Linked DNA regions of Mus musculus: all the other regions are linked to region 1. A link is a contact called in public promoter capture Hi-C data. All regions are on one chromosome and are shown on one strand. Each heading gives the region's core, a stretch centred on a gene start, on an enhancer-like site or on the middle of the called end of the contact. The rest is flanking DNA. Distances are from core to core; before and after follow the strand shown. Region 1 holds the start of Pdia5 (protein disulfide isomerase associated 5). Region 2 overlaps Pdia5 (protein disulfide isomerase associated 5). Region 3 overlaps Pdia5 (protein disulfide isomerase associated 5).

Evidence for each region. Promoter capture Hi-C pulls out the DNA fragments that hold promoters and counts their contacts.
Region 2: a contact with region 1 is called in a promoter capture Hi-C map of liver, with 2.3 times the contacts expected there. The contact joins the enhancer-like site here to the promoter of Pdia5 in region 1. A contact is called at or near these places in 7 of 39 promoter capture datasets (3T3-L1-derived adipocytes, the HPC-7 cell line, epiblast stem cells and 4 more), 1 of 484 Hi-C or Micro-C datasets (nephron progenitors), 2 of 115 datasets of contacts at active chromatin or transcription factors (both in embryonic stem cells) and 3 of 9 other capture datasets (adipose tissue, liver and pancreatic islet).
Region 3: a contact with region 1 is called in a promoter capture Hi-C map of hippocampal neurons, with 3 times the contacts expected there. The contact joins the enhancer-like site here to the promoter of Pdia5 in region 1. A contact is called at or near these places in 6 of 39 promoter capture datasets (3T3-L1-derived adipocytes, the HPC-7 cell line, epiblast stem cells and 2 more), 6 of 484 Hi-C or Micro-C datasets (the N1E-115 cell line, Sertoli cells, cerebellum and 3 more), 2 of 115 datasets of contacts at active chromatin or transcription factors (both in embryonic stem cells) and 3 of 9 other capture datasets (adipose tissue, embryonic stem cells and liver).

What each region holds. Positions count from the first base shown.
Region 1 is chr16:35,488,879-35,493,039 of GRCm38.p6, reverse strand. Pdia5 (protein disulfide isomerase associated 5) reads left to right here and starts at 2,167. Exons shown (of 17, transcript NM_028295.1): 1 at 2,167-2,311. The coding sequence starts at 2,276.
Region 2 is chr16:35,399,810-35,403,970 of GRCm38.p6, reverse strand. The region is part of intron 15 of Pdia5 (protein disulfide isomerase associated 5); the gene reads left to right. Among named protein-coding and RNA genes, the nearest start is that of Gm25079, 20 kb to the right of the region's middle. Within about 2 kb of position 2,485, at least 2 of the 459 cell types and tissues checked have an H3K27ac peak or open chromatin away from gene starts, as enhancers often do. A contact at or near this core is called in liver, where this site is marked.
Region 3 is chr16:35,422,152-35,426,312 of GRCm38.p6, reverse strand. Pdia5 (protein disulfide isomerase associated 5) reads left to right here. Exons shown (of 17, transcript NM_028295.1): 11 at 3,311-3,447. Among named protein-coding and RNA genes, the nearest start is that of Gm25079, 42 kb to the right of the region's middle. Within about 2 kb of position 2,377, at least 25 of the 459 cell types and tissues checked have an H3K27ac peak or open chromatin away from gene starts, as enhancers often do. A contact at or near this core is called in cerebellum, cerebral cortex and hippocampal neurons, where this site is marked.

The DNA of each region.
Region 1 (4,161 bases), core at 918-3,417:
GATGGGTCTCTTGAGAAGGGGTGAGCCAAGAATGACAGCTAGGTGTGTATGGCCTTGAGACTTTAGCCTGACCGAGAGACGGAACTTGGAGCCTGCAGGTCAGGAGCAGCAATTGTTCCTGGGTCAGGTTATTCTGCATAGTCTTCCACCTCCACAAGTTCCATTTCAGCTGGCCTAAGGACTACATCAGCAGTCTCTACTTAAGATGCAACTCTCTGTTGGGCTAATTACCCAAGTCATCTTCATAATCAATAAAAGCAAGTGACTTAGGACACAGCCCTATCTCTGGGGACTTACCCCAAAGCAGCACATGCAACAATTTCCTGAATAACATTGATGAAACAATGAGATGGTTGCTACAATGTGGCAGTTAGCTCCCATGTACAATGTGATGGTTGCTACTGTGATGCTGTGAGCACTCCTGACACAAAGTGATGTAGGCTTGTGTGTTTGTTTACACACAGTGTTTCTGGAAGGCAAGACAGCTAAAGACTAACAATGGGTATGCACTAAAGGTAAGGAGTAGACACCTGGAAACTGGGGGATGAGAGAGGCTTTAGACAGCTGGCAACGTTTATTCAGGGAATATCTCCCAACTCCTCAATGTGCACTTCCTCTGTCCATTTTATTATTCTCCATTTGCATCCTTATGACGGAGTAGTTGTCCAACAAACATTCCTAAATGAAGTGACAAGCTGATGGTGCGCGTGACAAAGAGGATTCAAAAGAGGATTTTTTGTTTTGTTGTACATAAAAGACCTGTCTTATGTCTATGGGTGTTTTTTTTTTTTTTTTTTGTTGTTGGTTTTTGTTTGTTTGTTTTTTGGGTTTTTCGAGTCAGGGTTTCTCTGTATAGCCCTGGCTGTCCTGGAACTCACTTTATAGACCAGGCTGGTCTCGAACTCAGAAATCCGCCTGCCTCTACCTCCCGAGTGCTGGGATTAAAGGCGTGCACCACCCTACCCATATGTAGGAGTACCACAATCATATCTTGTGCCCTTGGAGATCAGATACCCTGGAATTGGGGTTACAGGATGGTTGTTAGTTGCTATGTGGGAGCCAACAGCAGCAAGTGCTCCTAAATAATGTACCCATTGTCCAGCTCCCATTTTACATTTTTTGTTCAGGTAATTAGCATTCATTTAACATCAATTAACTATTTAAATGATACAGTTTGGTGGCATTTAATACATTCATAATGCTGTGCTGCTTCCCCTTTTATCTAGCTCTGAAAGATTTTCATCCTCATCAATGGATTTCTGAACTGAAATTCCTTTCCTCCATTCCCCAGGTCAGAGTAATCTGTTTACACAAAATGCAAACAAACAAACCAAAAAAAAAAAAACAAAACCAAAACCATTTTTTCCAATTTTTGTATATTTTATATAAATGCAATCATACAATATACAACATTTTGCATTTGGCTTTTTAAGAATCAGCATCATATATTTTTGATATTTGTTAACATGGTTGTGTGAATTTCTTTTTATTGGATGAATAGTATTCCGTTGTACCGGTGTATATCACATTTTCTGTATTTGTCTTTTGAGGATATTTAGACTCACTCTTTCTTTCTTTCTTTCTTTCTTTCTTTCTTTCTTCCTTTCTTTCTTCTTTGACTATCATAAACAGCGCTGCTAGGAACATTGGTGTGCTAGTACTACTTGAACACACTTTTCGATTCTTTTGAGTATATGGTTAAGGAGTAAGGGGATAGTGTGGTGATCTATACTTAATATTTTTTGGGCTCTCTAAATTGTTTTCCCGACACCTCAATAATGTTTTGTCAAGGGGAAAAAAAAAGCCTCGGGAGCAGATGGCATTTTCCATCCTCCACAGGCCATCATAGACTTTACAATTAGTACCTACAGTCAAATGACTGGAATTCTCTGGGTTGCCTGCTAATCCTCGGGGTGGGGAAACTAACTTCTGGGGGCAGAGTGAGTTGTTGGTTCTGATTCTGCGGGCACAGAGCAAGGCTCCTTAGTGAACAACTGTCCCTACTCCCCAGCCTCCCTGCCCCCCATCCTCACAGCTGCTACTCTGCGTCCTCAGGCAAAGTCCGAGGCAGAGGCATCCCGAGCTTCTCGTGAACTACAACTCCCGGCAGGCTCCTTCCCGGGCCGCCTCTCCTAGCCTGGTGCGCATGCTTTGGCAGACGTGGCACCGGGAACTCGGAGGCGGGGAGCGGCTGTGAAGTGGCCGTAGCTGTTGGCCGAGGTGGAGCTGGCAGGCGTGCGCGGGAGCCGGGTGCAGACGGCAGGAGGCGGCGGGGATGGCGCGGGCGTGGGGGCTGCTACTGGCGATTGGGGTGAGGCTGTGGGCCGGCGACACGTGCGTCCCGCATGGCCGTGGGAGCGCGCGGTCCGGGTTGGTTGGGGGCGTGCTCGCCGGGTGGCAATAGGGTCTTTGGTCCTCTGCTCTCCACTGGGGCCGGGCCGGGTGATCCCTCTCTCCGGGTTCGCGCTCCCGCACAACTTTGCGGGGACGCAGGTCTGGGATGTCCTTAGCCTAAGCAGGACTCCCCGGGCGGTGCTTGCACCTGTGTGAGTGTGGGGTGGAGGCTGCCTTCCACTTGCGCAGCAGGAACACTTGCTCGTGGGTTGGACCCCCGGAGAAAGGGCGCGTGACGGGTTGGGTGGGGTCACCACCTCCAAGAGTTCTGCTCCCACGGTGATGCCGGCTCCAGCCCCGGCCACTTTCGAGCTGTGTGTGTGGCGCCCTGGATCTGTAAACGTGTCTGCGTTCCTTCTATGAGATGGGAAACCGTAAAGATACCCGCTAAGGAGGTTGTCAGACGGGTCGGCTGAGGAGTCGGTGGAACCAGCTCCGGAGACTGCAAAATGATACCGGAGTGATACAGAAGTGGAGGAGGGGTGAACCGTGGTGCAGACTATGTGGGGATGGGAGGACTTTCCCGAACAAGCATCCCCCGAGAAGAAGTGGGGACTGGGGACGGGTTTGCCCCTGGGGCTGAGGTGTGGTTGTGGGTGTGTGACAGGATGTAGTTGCCTTCTTCCACATCTCTCTCGTAACTTCTTGTCTCCCTTGTGTTGGGTCCATCTCCTTATGGCCACCGCCACTATCACCAAGTTCGGAAGACTTACTTGCCCCTACCACTCCACTGTTTTCCCTTTGGGTGTGGCAAGGATGCTGGGCAGATGGGGGGGGGTGTGGTGGAAAGGGAGGGGTGATTAGATCTAAACGCTTGAACTCCGCAGTGCCCTGTCCTTTGGGATCACCAGTTAAAGGAGTGACATCGAGTTTTCTGTTATGTGGAAGAAGGTGTCAAAGGAAGCTCCCTGTTCCCAGTTCTGCATCCTCCGTCTAGGAGAGATCTAGTAGGTTACCGCGAAGCTTTGGGGTGCTGGTGGTGTGCCATGATGTTTGACATAAGTTTCCTGGAGCCAGTTGGGCTGACTCCCATCAGGATGTCAGTCCTTGAACTCTGAGGGAGGAGGGTTTTGCTTTCTTCCTTTTTCCCTCCCTTCAGTAAAAACAAGAGCCCAGGGGACTGACCTTTTACTCTGTAAACATTTATCAACCACATTGTTTGCCACCGGGTTGAATTTTGGGTGGGGAGCAAACTACACTCTGCGCCTGCCTTCAGGTGTTGCCCTCGGCTGAACAGCAGTCAATCCTGTGAGCAAATACTGTTCGAAGGACAAGAGCTAATACCCTAACTGCTGCCAGCCTGCCACAGGAGAGCCATACATTATCTGAGGTGGAGAGTCCCCACAGGGAGAGGTCACATCTCTGAGAGGGAGAGTCTGCCAAGGGAGAGCCCCTGGGGCCTTATTGAGGTGGGTGGAGCAGAGTCCAGGAATTAATGTGTTGTGGGTATTTCGGAGGTCTGTATGTACCTTCCCCTCAGGCAATGAGGAAGAACTTTGAGGTTTGCCCAAAGCACCTGGCAGCTGGACGTTCCTGAGCCTAGAGTTAGCTCCGCAAATACAAGGTAGAGGGATGAGAGCCTGGAATCCGCAGCAAGTGACTGCGGGTTGGGCCTCTGTGCATTTAAAAGCTATGTGGATTTGATAAGGGCTTCCTACATCCCTGGGAGCAGTTTGACTTCTTTGTTCGCTCTGTATTGACTGAAGGCCACTGGGCGTGGCCCAGGGTTTTATGAAAATGGATTTAACTGGGTCTGATGGCATGGCT
Region 2 (4,161 bases), core at 1,236-3,735, 89 kb after region 1:
GCGCTAATTCATACATCTTCCCGGTGGGCTAGACTCCCCGACCCTGTGTGCCTTCCTGCCCAGACCTGGGAGCAGCGGGGTCATTCTCGGGAAGCGGGACAGTCTTTCTCTTCGCCATCAACCGGAGGTCTACGCTAGAGCGTTACACCATTTCCTCGGAGGAGGGGTGTAAAAGGAGTGTGTGTTCATTCTTCTTTAGTGCTCAAACATTTTTACAGTAGGGTCGTAGTCATGCGTTACTTACATAATTAAAAATACAAATAAGAACCCAACAAAAGTCAAATGGAGGAGGCTGCAGTGGAGGAGAACCGGACCATGCCAGAGGATCCTCGTCCTGCCTAAGCTAAAGGCTCCCGCAACTGCCAGCTGACGGAGCAGAAAATTAACAAGCTGGAGCTGCAGATTGGATTAGGGAATGGGTGCCAGGGAGTGGGTGCCAGGCCTGTTTCTGCAGCAGGGGAATAGAACCACCACTTGTGGGTAGGTAGGTGGCCCTTTAAGCAGGGCTGGATCCCAGACTCAGGGACACCCTCTTAATCGACGGTCCCCACGTTCCCTTCTCCTAGAAGGTTTTTGGTATTTGTTGTTAATTGGAGGGCAGGGCTGGAGACTGAATTTCTACTAGGTAAGCAATCTACCACTGAGCTATGTCCCCAGACCTTGAATTCCCTATTCTTCCTACCCTAAGGGGACTGGTAGAGATGGTGGCAAAGATTGTTTCCAGCCATTGGACTTAGTAGGAGCCTGTCACATACCAGGCTTCATTAGGTTTATACGGGGACTTATACATATACTGGACCCTGAGTCATGTGTGCTGCTATTACAACTCCCTATTTTCCCATGTGAGATCCTTCTTCTGGTCCAGGCACAAGCTAAGCAGACTTCCCACAATAAATAGACTATCCCAGAAAACTCAAGAGTAGTACCAAAACAGAACAGGTAAGGCTGCGCATGTGAACAGAGATAGCTCGCTGTCCTGGGCATGGATTTGACAGAGACAAATGGAGGTAGGCCTGCAAGTACCTCCAGAATGACAGAGGTGGTGCTGTAGGTGCCAGGAAACCTTGCTGCACTCTGAGAGAGCACCAGGGATAGGATGGGGAGAATTCTCTAATTCAGGAAGCCAGGCTGGGAGCAGGCACAGATATGGGGAGTGAGGACCCATAGGACAAGATTCCTACTTCAACTCTGAGACCCTGCCCTGCACTCAGAGAATATGACTGTTCCGTAAAAGCCTGATAAGCCCTTGAGGTCCTCCTCCATCGTGGAGTGGGGGATAATAAGGACCACAAACTTTTTCTTTTGGGGGCCTGGCACTTGCCTGGTGGTTGCTTCTGCCCTGGGAGCTCCAATGATGTCTGCCATAGCCTGGCTGCTTACCTGACTGGGATAGTTGTCAATCCATCTCATCACACGTCTCCCCTGAGCTGGAGCACAAATGGCTCCAGGAAGACAGGAGAATGAGCAAAGTTGGTGGCCTTCTGTCCTAAGGCTACTCAAGTGCCCATGGGCTCTAGGGGGTCCTTGAAGGGATTCTGAGGCTTCAGTTAACGCCAGAGTTTGAACTGACTATTCCAGCACATATGGTGTGTGTGTGTGTGTGTGTGTGTGTGTGTGTGTGTATCATCTAAAGGACTAAGGTGACCAGAGACATCTTGGAGGGCCCATATATTACCATGATACCTGTTTTTTCTATTAGACCACTGCTAGGGCCTTCTGAAGCCAGGCTTGTCAAGTTCACACTAGGGATCCTAGGGCTAGCCTCCCTCTTCCTCTCCATTCACTGTGATGTTCATGGCCCCATTTCCTTCATGCACATATCCATCTTTTCTCCGTTGTCTGATATATGCTAGCTCTTTTCTGGGTTCACACCTTCATCCCATTCCCTCTGCCCCTCCTTCCACCCTTCTTTATTGCATGTCTTACTGTGCCTGACTGTCTTGTCTGACTGGGAAGCTGACCCACCTGAGGTTCCTAGAATACTCAGCAGCCATAGTCACAGCTCCCTGGGTCAGGGTGTGGCCCTGAAACTGAGGTGAGCAGTGCCCATTCTGTGCCCAAAGCAGGGTACCATACCGCATGGTTAAATCGACTAGATGGGAGATGCTTGCAAAAATTAGAGACTTGTAAGAGCTGGTCCTTACATCAGCTGTACACTGGTGTCTGGAAGCCATTGGCTCACCTCATTTGCTTTTACTTTGGAGGGACTATGGCCTGAAGAGGAGCTATGCCCCTTGGCCAAGGATAACCGGTCCTTGAGAACGAGGTCACCTGACTCCCCGTTCATTCTCGCACACTTGCGGCCACTTCTCAGCTGGAATTGTATTTTGTTTCCCACCTAACAGCCAGTCTCGGTTCCTTCCCCCAATCAATATGCAGTTGGATTTTCACTTCCATTTTCATAGCCAAAGTCAATATTAGCTCCTGCAGAGATTTATTTTACTGAATCAATAAAGCTGTGTGAGGCAGCTCATGTTTTAGCCAGGGAGCCCAAATCCCCTCCCAGGAGCTTAGCTGGGGACTTTTATCAGTTGACACGCTCGCTCGCTGGTGGAGAAGGGCTACAGGCTGTGAGTATTGAAATAGATGGTGTTATCCAATGGCCTGGAGGATGGGGCCGCCCACGGTGGAAGACAGGTGGACCGGAGCAGAGGCTAGGGTTGCTGAGCTGGCAATGAGGGCCTCACCTTTCACTCTAAGGTATGCCCAGCTTGGGCAAGGAGGATGAGCCAGTGAAAGTAAGGAGGTCATTCCAAGAGAAGTCATGGGGCTGTGGTGCCCTGCTCTGACTGACTCACATCACTGCTATAATCTGCACAGAACCTAGAGACCATTTGGCGCCCCTGTCCATCTGAAGCGTCCTTTGTCCTTGAACTCCCAAACATCTTGATGCTTTAGACCCCCATGAATGTTAGTCAGCTAAATGGCAGAATTGACTGAGCTTGGTGGAGACTTTTATCCCACAGTGAGCCATGTGATCCTCGCAGTCACTTGATGGAGTAGGTGTTATTCCATTCCTCATTTTCCTGGTGTGGAATATTATAGAGTCCATGACGGGGTTACATGAGATCCCCTAAACAAGTTCCTTTGCCATAAAGGAGCCAAGTCAGAATCTGGATCACAGCTTTGCCGGTTCAAATTTCCCAAAAGCGGGGCCTGTGCTGGCTGGGACCCGTGTGGGATGTTCTTGGGAGGAGTTCACAGGAGGTACCCCAGGAGGTTGAGAAAGTAAGATGAAAGGGAAAGAAGCCAAAGGAGGGATGCAATGAGCAGGTGACCACTGGGAGGCCTCCCAAGACGTGAGCCAGAGTTGTCCCACTCAAAGGTCCTGGAAACCAGGGACTTTGTCCTTGACCCTTTACTTGATATTATCCTTCGTTCTAGAACTTGAGGGCTTGGTGAAGCTTTCAGGTCAAGACTTTAGGTGTCAGAGCAAGTCCTTGGTTGAGGACCCTTAGGGTCACAGACACAGAGTCCAGGAATTCATATCATTTATGGGAGACAAGGCTAGAGCTCCATTGGGTAGAGTATTGTGGTAGTGTGGGGGTGTTGAGTGCAGGTGACCAGTGATGATCACAGGTAGGTCTTGAGGGGTTGGCTGTTCAGGCAGGTGAGGTGGGCAGCTCAGAGGACAGACTCTTCTTGAAGCGTCTCGGCCACGCGGCTCCTATAGAAGTGGAGCATGGATTCCCCCTTTGCAGCCAGACGCTGCATTCCATGTCCGTGGCTGACAGCTAGTGTGAGGGATTCGCAAGTATACATTTTTAATTTAATAGATTTATAAAAACCATACACTATACTTCCAACAGCTCCAGGGCACGTATACAAATGGAATCCATAATTTAAAGTGGATGCGGGGGTGTAGCGGCCTGGAGCAATTGTTCATCAAATCCTGAGCAGAGGTGCAGTGGACCCAGAGCTAGTGTCTGTGGAGTCAGACGTGCTTGTCCCAAAGAGGGGGAAAAAGAAACCTCTACACTTGGGCGACCACAGGAGCATATGCCTCGTGTTTCTATCTAATTAGAAATTGAGCCGGGGTCTCAGGCACCCACCGCGGCCAGCCACTAGCCCAAGCGAGTTGAGCTCATCATGGGTGCTGGTGAAGGTCAGGGTTAACCTCCTGGAAGGAGACAGATGTCCGTCTGTTTAGCCAGCCGCTGC
Region 3 (4,161 bases), core at 1,128-3,627, 67 kb after region 1:
TAGGCTCCTGGGGTCATAGGCGTGACAGTACAGTTGCTGTCACTGCTGCTTCTGCTGTCTGCTGAGGAGAGTTACACAGGGCTCCTCTTTGGAGTTTCTACTGGTTGGTGTTCCTTCTCTTCAGAGATATAGAAAATAAATTATAATTTCTCTATTCAGAGGGCCTTTTAAATTTTTATTTATTTATTTATTTAGTAGGTTAGTTAGTTTTTGAAAGAGAGAGTCTCACTGTGTAATCCCAGCCTGGCACTCACTACGTAGACCAGGCTGGCCTAGAACTCACGGACATCTGTGTCCTTTAGCCAGGTTTCTTCATTCTTTACTTGGTGAGCCTTTATTATCTGTCTGTTGTGCGTGGGGTACAAGATATAGGAAGGAGAGGAAGGGATCCTGTTTGTAGAGAGCTGGCTGCCTGGGGTGGCGTGGATAGCTCCTTCCGCTTGCCGGCAGGCAGGCGCTCTATGCAGACCTCTGCTCACCCCCTCTTTTGTACACATTTTCCTACAATCGAGCCCTTCCTGTAGTGTTCTCTTGAACATAATCCCCCAGTTGTCTGTGGCATGTGTGCTCCTCGGGAGCAGTTATAGTGACAACCCCATTTTTACCCCAACTTCAAGAATGTGGCTTCTCCTGCCTGGGTGATTTTTTTTTTCCCTAGCTCCGGAAACTGTAGCGACTTCTTTTCTTTGCATTTCCTGTTGTTTTCATTTCTGTGGGATTACTCTATGTTCAGAACAAACAAAACCCCTTTGTGGTTTTAGGGTAGTCTCTAAAGTGGGAGCGTCTCCGGATCTTTCTTACCACGCTGCCAAGACATAGCTTTTGCATCTTATATCGTTAGGTTCTCAGTAACTCTGGTGGAGTTTTAAAAATTACTTTGATTTTTTTTAAAAACTAGATTACATTCATTTAACTTTCAAAACCTCTAAGATACTCCAGTATGCCCTGAGAGGCTTTAACTTCTGCCCTCTTCTCCCTTCCTGCTATCCCTGTCCCACCCAGAGGTAACAGCTTCAGCTTCTTTCTTGTAAGGTCTCAGGGCCTTTTTTCCTAGCAGATGCAAACAGGAGCAGTTTACCTCCCCTCTTCATACAAGAGCTAGTGAATCATAGATGGCTGTGTGCCTGGCCAGCAGGCTGTCCATGCTACTGCCTGAAGAATACGATGTGTTCCTCTTCAGCGCTCAGCCCTCCACTTGCAGAGATGGTTGACAGTGTACCTAGCTCTCCCCTACTGAGGCGTATACTCCCTGACCCCTACTTTCTTCATAGCAAATCATCTACCATAGACAACGTTTTAAAATTAACTTATTACTGTGATTGAGCTAGAACCTCACTGTGTAGCTTTAGCTGGCCTGAACTTGCTGTGTAGACTAGGCTGGTCTTGAATTCATAACGATCTACCTGCCTCTGCTGGGATTAAAGGTGTCGCTACCACATCCGACTGCTGTAGATATTCACTGGGGGGGTTGTTAGTTTGAGCCCAGATATAAGAAGCCAGATATCACGGAACTGGTGCCTGGCTGATGACTTCCTAGTGCTAGAATCTACCGCCAGTACCTTCTTGTTACAGAATGTAGGGATCACGACCTGTGTCCCAAGTCAGGTCCTACCGCCCGTCCTCAGGAAGCAGTGAAAGAACCAAATTAAAAGTGGAAAGCAGACCGATGTGGTGGTGCACACCTTTAATCCCAGCACTCAGCAGGTAGAGGCGGGCCAGCCTGGACTACAGAGCAAATTCCAGGATGCCAGAGCAACATAGTAAGACACTATCTCAAAAACAAAAACAAAAGTAAATAAGTGGAAAGCAGAAAGGGAGATTTTTTTTTTCAACCTGGCCGCATTGGGAAGAGCGACAAAGGGATTTAGTAAACACCCCCGCTCCCCCCCCCCCGCCCCCCGCCAGTCTATCTTTGGGGTTCTGATGTGAGATGAATGTTTGAATAGAAGACCAAGGATACCTGAAAGCAGTCCTGACCAAACTTGGTCCTGCCAACTATTGACCCATCTTCCTCTGGGTTTCAGTGTGTACTGTAGAACTGGATGAAATCTGTTTCAGGGAGCCCGGTTCCTGCTCCAACAAGCGCCCTTTCCTTTTCCCTGGCATGAGATTCCAGAGGAATTCTTAAGTCTCTGGCCTCCCTTGTTCACAGTCTGATAGTCAGATTGAGAGATTCAACTATAGCTCTTTAGCCAGGCCAGTTACAATCTGACATCGAGTAAGCAAAGCAACCAAAGGCTTTGCCGCGCTCGCTCGCTCTCTGGAGACCAGCGAGACTGAGGCTTTTAGGGCAGCTCAGTCCACAGAGCCAGCATAGTCTTCATAGACTCTGAACCAGCTTTTGCTTCTCTGTGAGCCCGAGTCGCTCTTCTCTGATTAATTCTCCAGCCCTGCCTGCTGGAGCACTGCAGTGTTCCCTGCTGTCGGCACTTACAGGCAGGGAACAACGCTTGTCTATTCACATTTGTCATCCAAAGGGTTTTTTTTTTTTTCAAAGCTGCAGTTGAGGTGCTTTGGCAAAGGTACCGGGCAGTAAAGCAGCAGGGCTCTCATGGCACCAGCCATCTCGTCCTGGCGGGGAAGTTGGTACCTGGGGGCCTTCCCTCCACTTAGCACTAGGGGCTATAGACACTGATGTGTGGTTCTCTGTGAAGCAAACAGGCTCCTGAAAGATCAGGTAACTGCCAGGGTTTGGCAGCCAGTGAGTTGATGCGGGCTCGGAGAACATCTGTTCTCCGCCTCTAGAAGAATTAGTAAGGCAGTGCAGATTCTGCTGGGGTGTATACCACCAACCTGGTCTCCCTCTGGCTCAGTGCTCACCTCCCACCCCACCCCCATTCATACCTTCTGCTTGCTCAACCAGAGAGCTCTTTCCTGTCCTTTAGCCTCACTTCTTTCTTCCTCCTGTGTCCTACCAGTGGGTGGCTCAGAGCAGGACATCCAGCTTCCACAGTGCTTACTGGGCACCGTAGCTGTTTGCTCTTGCCAACTTGCTGGAAGTTTGCTCTACCTTGAAGATGCTAGCAAACACTCCCGGGGAAAAAAAAGATTCCCTGAGCTGTCTCAGAAAGCTATAGCAAACAACAGCCATGTGGCCATGCGCAATGGGTATCAGCTAAGTACCTTTCTGCTTGGGGAGGAGGCAGAGATGGGCAGGGCAGTCCCTCTCCATCCATCTCTGGATCCAGTTTCCAGTGTATAAAAGATCTTGGTGTGGGAGCTATGTGTCCAGGGGGCTGGATTTGATTGATAAGGGCTGTTCAGACCCCAGGGCTTGCTCTGAGCTCTGCCTGTTTCTTTGGTCTTCCAGTCCACTGCCACCACAGCCCCAGGTCCCCGAGACTCCCTGGGCAGATGAGGGCGGCTCCGTTTATCACCTGACCGATGAAGACTTTGACCAGTTTGTGAAGGAGCACTCCTCTGTCCTCGTCATGTTCCACGCCCCATGTGAGTGGAACGCTGCTGCCCCTACCACCCCCTTCCCCAGAGTAGGACACTGCCTTGGGACTTGTTAGATAGGCAATGCAGTGGGAGCTGACATGGTGTCTCTCCTCAGCTCATGCCCCTGGCCTGTATCTCCATCAGAACGGCACAAACATCCTGATCAGGGACTGGAGAGATAGCTCAGAGGTTAAGAGCACTGGCGGTTCCTCCAGAGGTCCTGAGTTCAATTCCCAGCAACCACATGGTGGCTCACAATCATCTATAATGACATCTAGTGCCCTTTTCTGGCCTGCAGGTGTACATGCAGGCTGAATGCTATATATATAATCACAAGTGTCCCTTGGCAGAACTCAGAGAAGCTCCATCCCCAATAAGCTTGAGTGTCCTCCCTGAAGCCAGCAAGGGCTGAGGAGTCAGACCGGGTATGTCCCAAGATAACTGGCCCTCCATTTACCTAGGGTGGGTCCAAGGTGCAGAGAGGGTCTGCCCTTGCCTGGTAGCTGAGCAGGCAGTGAGGCTGATATCTAGAGTGCCCCCTGCTGGTCCATATGCCCAGACTGAGATGATCATAGAGAATTCCAGTCTCCGGTGTGCTCAAGAGTGGCTAGAAGGCACGCAGCCTCCAGTCTTTCTGAGCCTGTGCCCTCTCTGTGTTGTGGAGAACAGAAGGTTGAATACGTGGCTTCAAGAGATGGGGGCTGCTCCTGAGAGGGAGAA